Linked DNA regions of Mus musculus: regions 1 and 3 are each linked to region 2. A link is a contact called in public HiChIP or PLAC-seq and promoter capture Hi-C data. All regions are on one chromosome and are shown on one strand. Each heading gives the region's core, a stretch centred on a gene start, on an enhancer-like site or on the middle of the called end of the contact. The rest is flanking DNA. Distances are from core to core; before and after follow the strand shown. Region 1 overlaps Ptprr (protein tyrosine phosphatase, receptor type, R). Region 2 holds the start of Ptprb (protein tyrosine phosphatase, receptor type, B). Region 3 overlaps Ptprr (protein tyrosine phosphatase, receptor type, R).

Region 1 (2,700 bases), core at 186-2,685, 81 kb after region 2:
GCTTTGTTGGAGGAAGTGTGTCACTGGGAAGGTCTCAGAAGCTCAAGCCAAGCCCAGAGGCTCACTCTTCCTACTGCCTGTTGATCTGGATGTAGAACTCTCAGCTACCTGTCCAGCACCATGTCTGCCTGCATGCTGCCATGCTTTCTGCCACGATGATAATGGACTGAACCCATGAACCTTAAGATGGCTCCTAATTAAATGTTTTTCTTTATAAGAGTGGCTGTGGTCATGGTATCTCTTCACAGCAATAGAGACCCCCAACTAGGACAACCATTTAATCTATTAGTAATTTATTTGGGTGTATGGTCAAAGGTGAATTCCCAAGTCCTTTCTCTTCTCTTTTACTACCATGGGCTGTGATCTGAAGTGGAAAATATGACTTTATTAAACCAAGATAATATGAGCTCCTAGGAAATGTTACAAACCAGTGTGAGTGGAAGTAAAGACAGAATGTGATAATTCAAAGACAGAGCAAACTTTACATTTGGAAAAATTAAAATTAAGTTAGGTTTAGAGGAAAAAAATCCATAAAAATAATAGGCAATCTAGACTTTTAATAACAGAGTGTGGAAGAGTACGAACGGGAGCTCTTCCTGAAAACTTGGCCTCTATTTTGCTGTGCAAGTGAGAAAAAAAAATGGTTTAGACATTTCTACGCCAGTGGACAAAAGGGAACACAATAAAAAGACTTTATCAAGCTTGCCGGTAGCACCAATTATTATTTATGCCAAAAAGTAAATAGGAGGGAGGAAATTCAAAAGATACCAGTGCATACAATGGAAGGAAAAAGCAAATTCTTCAGGCAAGGTAAGAGAAATGCAGCAAGCAGCAGGCTAATTACAATTAAGCCAAAAGGAAAACACACATAAATATTATGAGCCAGGGCCACACTGATCTCAGCAAGGGAACATAAACAACTCTGTTGAAAATGTCCACGTCCGCACCACTTTCTTAACAGCCACGAGGTGGGGAAGAAAACTTCAGCTGAGTGCTGGGCTAAGTCAGAGCCAACACATCTATTATCCTGGAAGTCGAGGACTCAACTAAGGCCAGCCCTTGGAAGCTGGATTTTGGCAGAAGGGGGAGTTTCCATACAAGGCCACTCTCTTCACGCTGGCCTCTAGGCCAAGAAGGATATAGACTTCTAGCACGTTCTCACTCAGTGTCCTCCAAGAATTTAAGTGAGGACAGAAGGAAAGGAAACAAACCTGATCACTCTGCCTGTGTTCTAGGCAAATGTGTGTCTCGATTATTACTTGAGGAAATGACAGGCCGGTGAGAAATGCTGGCAATGGGTTATAGCCAAGCCTTGGAATAAGGATGGAAAAGCCCACAGCTCGAAGGTGGTTAAGACGGTGATTTGTGTAGAAATGTCTCCACAGTGCCCACATCTGAAAGGAGGACTTCACAGGTCTTCAGTCCAAAGGTCGCCCCCTCTGACTCACGACCACATCAAAACTGGATTTAATCATTAATGGTGAGCTTAAAGCCCTCTATGCCTAACTTGGTATTTTAGTTCTTTTGATTCAAATTGTTCACATACTTAGTTTTCTAGGAGACACAATTACTAAGAAAGAAACTTAGAAAAGTAAATACTTGTTGATTTGAATAGCAAAAGAAAAGTAGAGAGATGGGCCCTTCTCCCTGTGGGACTGGCTGTTTATAACTCCACATTCTGCCACTACTTTGTTCAAAGTTTTTTTTTTTTCATTTTTTATTAGATATCCTCTTCATTTACATTTCAAATGTTATCCCACAAGTCCCCTATACCCTCCCCCGGCTCTGCTCCCCAACCCACCCACTCCCACTTCCTGGCCCTGGCATTCCCCTGTACTGGGGCATACGATCTTCACAAGACCAAGGGCCTCTCCTCCCATTGATGGCCAACTAGGCCATCCTCTGCTACATATTTGTTCAAAGTTTTAAGAATACTTAATTAACAATCTCTCTACTTTCAAGTAAATTCTGGAAAGTACCTTCCATCTGAATCACTTAGCAGATGAAAGGATAACATTTTTCTAAAAGAAAAAGAGACACAGTACTAAGAGAGTTAAACTGTGACAACTGAAGCGTGTAGAAGTTGAAATAATAGGAGCAGGTAGGATGGTGGCTCATATAAAAATTTCCCAGCGGAAATCCTGCATGGAAGACGTGAATGGAAGCAAGCATAAAGGATGCCTGCTGGGCATGGGCCCACGAGGATGAGAAGCACATTTCTCTCCACACTACAGAGACTCTTATGATGTGGAGAGCATCGCCCGTGTAGGAGAGGATGCAGTTCTGTCTCACTGCACTGGAAGAATCTTGGCTTCTCTGTGGAGTGACTACATAGAGAGGTTTCAAGCTTCTAGCATGATACATCATCCTCCTGCCTCTGCCTCCTGGGTGCTGAGACTAAAGGCATGCCTACCACACCCAGGGAGTATCTGACATTTTATATCTTATAAGTCAAGGCAAATTTATTATTGAAAAATTAGAATGATCAGTAGAACACCCAGGAAGCAGAGGCAGGTGGATCTCCGTGTGTTCAACATCAGCCTGGTCCATACAGCAGGACTGTCTGGCAGGCCTCTATATCAAAAGACTAAAACAAACAAACAAACAAACAAACAAACCCAACAATACCCCACACATACACACAACCACATCCCACACACGTATGTGGGAAGTATAGATATGGGAAATAAAGAACATAAA
Region 2 (2,854 bases), core at 241-2,740:
TGATGATTTTATGTCCTGGTTCACGCCTTATACATATAACCAGGCATATCCTTAATCACCAAAACTTATTTATTCTCAAAACAGTTACTTAAAATGATCTGACGTCTGACAATTTAATGTAATGGAAGCTCAAACTACATCAATTTAAAAAATTCCCTCTGCTGCCCTCCCCTCTCCCCCTGAGTCCCCCCTCCCCCTTTCCAGGTGCCGTTCATTCAGCTGCTGTTTAGAGCTTGCTTGACTCTTTAAGAGTCAAGCAAGCTACACTGATCAGAACTCAGCCAACTAGAAGTCATGGTCCAATATCATCACAGGTTATTCCTCTCTCTAAATATATATATAAATTTGATATAATACATAAAATATATAAATAAGTATATATATCCTTTTTAAATGCCTACAGATCAAAGGAAAGTTTCGGTAGGAAAAGTCAAGGCTCGGCGTAGAGCAGTCTGGCCGACCATTACACCTGTGAACTTTACCTGTCTGTAAGACCAGAGTGCTCTCTTCTCCATCCAGAGAAACAATCCTGAAGTTATAGACGGTCCCTGCTTGTAAATCCTTGGGGTTACATCCGTAGGTAAAGTTGTCTATCCGAATAGGATGGCACCACATGGGCCCCGAGGTATCACTGCTGTAGATGAGGCTAAAGTTACAGGGTGACGCGAAAGTCCTCCACTGGATAGACGCTGACAAGCTAGAGACCCTGGACTCCAACAGTGTGAAGTTACATTTCACTTGCTCTGCCACTCCAGTCTGTAAAAGAATCAGAGAGCACAGATTAAGTCCATAGCCTGCACTGCCTAGAGATGTCCGCAGCAAGCTCCCCAAGTCACCTGTCCTCACCCCTGGAGTCCAGCTACAGCTGGCCTCTCATCCTCCAGTCCAGGAAAGGGCCCACGGGGAAAGTGGCTGGCAGGAGACTTTCACCCTAGTTGTCCCACCTCCCCCAGGAACAGCTGCAGACACAGGTTGCTTTCTTGACAGCAGGGAGAGCTGTCAGTTTGGTAATGGTAGGGTTTCAGAGAGGGTGGATAGATGGCTGTCCCATAGATAGGAGGGAAGGAGCAAGAGATTTCTGTCCCTTTTTTCCTAGCAGCTCAGCCCCGGAGGCCAGCAACAGGACATATTCAGTTCTTGGCTGGGGTGGAGCATCATCCCCAGACCTTGCTCTGCCTGCTTACCTGCACGACGCTCAGTGTTATCCACAAGGCCGTTAGGGCTCCATGCCTCAGCATCTCGCTGGGAGGCCAGCCAGGGCACTTCTGGGTACCACTTGTTGAGCGCTCAGCGCGCCCTGCGGGCGGGCGCAGCGCGCTACCCTCGGGGCTGGCGATGCTCAAGGGCCGTGGCAGCCGCTGCTTCTGCTGCCGCCCCGGGCGGGCAGCGGACACGACAGGCGGCGGGGACCCGCGGCGCGCGGCCCTTCCCACGCTGCCATTCTGACCCGCGCTGCCTCGCCCCCAAAGCCCCGTCCGGGACTTCCGCAATCAAAAGGCAATTTCCTTGTCTCCCGGCAAAGGAACAATGCTCGGGAGAGGGAGGGAGCCCTGAGGAGCCAACGCCTGAGGCTGCCAAGGGGGCCTGAGGCCAGCCAAGCTGCCACCCCTCCCGCCCCCTCTGCCGCCACCCCAGCCCCCCCAGCCAAGAATCCCTTCCTGGGCCGCAAAGTCTTGCTTTCACCTCCTCCTTCACTCTCACTTTTTCCTTCTCAGTGGTCCTTGACCCTATCCTACAACCAGTAAATAGTGCTTGAGCCCTCTCGCTTTTCAGCCCCCCCTCCCTTCTGCACACCCAGAGCCCCCCTCTCTATCTTCCTTCCTATCTTTCTCCAGGACCTCTTTTTTCCCAGGCTTAAACTTGACCCGAGCACATTTCCCTGGGTCGCCCACACTCTTTCCTGAAGCCTTTTATTAGAGGGCTTTAGTCCTTCTCACCTCAAAACACTCATTTGTCACGATGTGTATCCTCTTGACATCAGCCAGAGAGAAAAGACCCGCCAAGAGCCAGCCCATCAACAGGAGCGCCATCTCTCCAGCCACTTGCCCGTTTCTGTACCACAGGTCTGTGTGTTCCCTAAATCTCAGGCAAATACTGTGAAGCTACAACAAAATATCCATCACCTATGTGCTTTAGCCCCTGCAGGCAATCCCACCACTGACCATCCAGAAGGGCATGCCATGCCCCACCTGAGAGAAGAAGGCAATTATCAGCTCAGTTCACTGGGAAACACTCCAGGACCCCAGCTTCTTTCTACGCCTTCCAAAGCAGCTGTGGTGTTTTCCACACTAACTGCAAGCGCATTAGAAACTGTCCCATACCCTGTAGAAATGTGTCTAGAAGTGGGTCCTAGAAATAACTCCATCCGAGCAGCAAAAGTGCTTAATGGAATGTAGGTAAGAATAGCGAAACATCGCAGCCACTTTCATAGTTGTAAGGTTTTGGGTGCATAACCCTACTGAAGTAACCAAGACAAGGCAGTCATGTTCGGATTCCATTTACTGTTTGCTTAAGATAGTTCTTATCCCCCCCTCCCCCCGCACGTCCTCCACCCCCATAATTGTCATGTCTGCCTTGGCAACATAGTTGAGATTTCCATACCTCGACTTTGGTCCAGATGTATTGAGCAAAATAGTTGGCAAGTTGTAACTAAAATGACCTCTATGCTCTGGCAGGAAGGAACATTTTGAGGTTCTCTTATCCTCTTCTAACTTTGACATATCTTTGTGGTTTTTGCCTTTTAAAAATGCTATATCCCTGAGCTTGAAACATTCAAGAGGTGTGTGAGCCTGCTCTTGGCCTGACCATTAATAAGCACTCAAAAGTTTTAATTGGTGTAATCAGGGTGGTTGTC
Region 3 (2,700 bases), core at 17-2,516, 120 kb after region 2:
CCAAGTTCAAGAACTAATTCTTCTCAGTAATATATTTCCTTCATCAAAAACAGACTGAATGGAATCGAAGTTGCCCACACACTTTTTCTTGGAAAATTCTATTTGTCTATGTGCCAGCAGCCCGCCCACTCCCCGTTCACATTTGAGAAGCGCTAAATAAGTCACACATTTGAAAATGTCATGCTTGTCTAATTTTATGTCTGGCAATAAATATTACTTTTTCTGTATTTTAAGGAAACTAAACAATATGCCATATTTAAAAAAAACCTTGCCAAGTTTTATGCTAGTATTATATAGCAGATGTAACCTTTCATGACAACAATTTACCTATACAATGCCATGATAAAATCATCTGATTTTTATGTCAAGGCAATAAATATAAGAAGGACGGGCAAAAATAATGGCACTTGATATTCCATAAATATAATTAATGCCACCATAGGATCATTCTGAATTATAGCTTTTTCTTTGCCATGGAGTCAACAAAAGTGCAGGAGACAGTTGTATTGTGCATTTGAGAATTAGAAAGTGTGTCTCAGTCTATTTCGGCACAAAATACATCCTGTCTAACCAATACTAAGAGATCCTGACAAAAAAATAATTTAATATAATTATCAGAAGTATTTGGATTTAGGAAGATGAGTTGATTTTAGAGAATCATATTTGATGTGTCTCTAAATGTGAGCTGTGGCAAGTCATATCAGATAAATTTAGCTTCGTCTTAATCCTGTTAGAGAGTATTAGTTCTCCGTGAATATCAATCTCTCCCTAAGCACTGTAGCTCCTCTGTTCCGCTTTTAGTGATCCCCTCTACGGTAAAATTTAAGGCAGCGTTTGAAATCAATCAACCTATTTCTGTCATTCATTCATAATAATCGCTTGCGCACAAGTCAAGCGTTCTTGTTTCCATCTTTATTCTCCACCCCTTACCATGCTCTTCCCTAGAGAGGGAACCCCATGGCTTGATAAACAATCCAGATGACATAGAGGGCATTTAGTATTTTCCTTTCCCTGGTCATCAGACCCTCTGAATCCGTTCCTTGTATGTCACACAGCACTCTGTCTTCTATGCCTGCTCCTCTTCACTTCTCCATTCCTGTTCAACTCCCTTTTACCACAACCATGTGTGCAATCAGAAACTGAACTTCTAAGCACACTTGCATCATCTGCATGGACACTGTTTCCATTTCCCTGTTGAACCCGACAGTCTAAATCTGCTTCACCCCAACACCATTCTACCACTGTCTTCTCCGTCTGACATGCACATCCCACGCATGCGTGTATCTATCAGATGCCTGACTATTCTGCCTTAGCAATCACTACTATGCTATCTTCTTTGTGGTCCTGATTACAATTTAGTACTGAACAAAGGTATGATGTGACTGTTGATGCTTATGGAAAAACTGTGGGGAAAGTACAGAGTTCCCAGCCATGCCTGTATCATGAATAGCTTCCTTTGGTATAGTACATTTGTAATAAAGGAGGAAGCAGTATTGATGTTATCGACTCTGCCTCAGTGTGGATGAGATCACCCTTAGTGATGAACATTTTACACACTTGATGAATTCCTAAAGCCATGCAGTCATCGGAATGCAGAAGAAGTTCATTGCCCTAAAAATCTATATTCTCCACACAATAGCCTCTCTGTCCACCATGAACTGACAGCCATGGATCATTCTAATATCTTTATGTGTTTCTCGGGATGACATGTCGGTGGGCTCACACTGTATGTTCGCTGATATTTAAGACATGTTAGCCTTCGTCCATATTTCTCTCAGAGAACAGGGACTTTTGTGCCTTATCCTCTTCATTCCCACACTGGGTCCTCTGCATGAGTATGTCGCCTATGAACATGTTGCTTGACTGTGCGGATGAATCCACAAGAGACCTGACACCACCATCCACACCTTGGAAACATTCTTTTCTTGATGCGTTCTAGTAACATCGGAACATACTTTTTCAGGCTTGTGACGTTGACACAGGTGCTTTGCTAATATTAGAAGAGGAGTTGGCCTTGGTCCCAAAAAGCTGAGGGTGGGACCACTATGGGTCCTTTAGTCTGAGACCTTGCATGGTTGTACTCAGTCTGGGGGATATCCGGACATTATATTTCAATTACAGTCACCGAATCTGAAACCTATCTTACCTGCCAATAGCAAATCCTGTACTTTTTCTGCCCTTTAGTATCCAAGGCCGGCTTATGGACTGGCTTCTCACCTTTCCCTTTCATTCTTGCCTTTGCCTTCTGAATCTTACTCATTAATCCTCCAAACAGTCTGTTTATGTATCACTTCCTGCTCTCTTTTTTTTTTCCTTACTGTTCTAGAATCCCTCTTTTTCTCCTTGTCGTGATGAGGATTGAACATGGGGACCAACAAGCTCTAAGCAAGCCTTCTGTTGAGCTATACTTTTAGCTCATTCATCCTTTTAATCTGTGCAAGAGAATAAATCCTCGTTAGGACTAACAAGACAGAGGACAGAACTTGAGATTTTCCTGTGCTGAAGAAGGAAGGATCACATATCTTAAAGTGCAATCAGCCAGGAGAAGGAACTACACCCTTTGAAAAAGTACTCAGAGTCCCTTCCTGTGCACTCTTTGGTTGGTGGTATAGTCCCTGGGAGCTTTGGGGGTACTGTTTGGTTCATATTGTTGTTTGACTGTAAATCCCTTTAGCTCCTTGGGTCCTTTCTCTAGCTCCT

What was found. Promoter capture Hi-C pulls out the DNA fragments that hold promoters and counts their contacts. HiChIP or PLAC-seq counts read pairs in DNA pulled down with a chosen protein or histone mark.
Region 1: a contact with region 2 is called in a promoter capture Hi-C map of the SN4741 cell line, with 2.3 times the contacts expected there. The contact joins the enhancer-like site here to the promoter of Ptprb in region 2. A contact is called at or near these places in 4 of 39 promoter capture datasets (the 3T3-L1 cell line, 3T3-L1-derived adipocytes, the SN4741 cell line and 1 more), 1 of 15 datasets of contacts at CTCF or cohesin (the NIH/3T3 cell line), 3 of 484 Hi-C or Micro-C datasets (the HPC-7 cell line, nephron progenitors and pancreatic cancer cells), 5 of 115 datasets of contacts at active chromatin or transcription factors (T-cell acute lymphoblastic leukemia, a colorectal cancer cell line, embryonic fibroblasts and 2 more) and 2 of 9 other capture datasets (adipose tissue and pancreatic islet).
Region 3: an HNF4G HiChIP or PLAC-seq map of pancreatic cancer cells shows a contact between it and region 2. The contact joins the enhancer-like site here to the promoter of Ptprb in region 2. A contact is called at or near these places in 1 of 115 datasets of contacts at active chromatin or transcription factors (pancreatic cancer cells) and 2 of 9 other capture datasets (adipose tissue and liver).

What each region holds. Positions count from the first base shown.
Region 1 is chr10:116,219,261-116,221,960 of GRCm38.p6, reverse strand. All of the region lies in intron 6 of Ptprr (protein tyrosine phosphatase, receptor type, R), which reads right to left. Among named protein-coding and RNA genes, the nearest start is that of Ptprb, 81 kb to the left of the region's middle. Within about 2 kb of position 1,435, at least 16 of the 459 cell types and tissues checked have an H3K27ac peak or open chromatin away from gene starts, as enhancers often do. A contact at or near this core is called in the SN4741 cell line, adipose tissue and pancreatic cancer cells, where this site is marked.
Region 2 is chr10:116,300,010-116,302,863 of GRCm38.p6, reverse strand. Ptprb (protein tyrosine phosphatase, receptor type, B) reads right to left here and starts at 1,490. Exons shown (of 32, transcript NM_029928.2): 1 at 1,185-1,490; 2 at 483-756. The coding sequence starts at 1,238.
Region 3 is chr10:116,179,842-116,182,541 of GRCm38.p6, reverse strand. All of the region lies in intron 5 of Ptprr (protein tyrosine phosphatase, receptor type, R), which reads right to left. Among named protein-coding and RNA genes, the nearest start is that of Taf7l2, 67 kb to the right of the region's middle. Within about 2 kb of position 1,266, at least 18 of the 459 cell types and tissues checked have an H3K27ac peak or open chromatin away from gene starts, as enhancers often do. A contact at or near this core is called in pancreatic cancer cells, where this site is marked.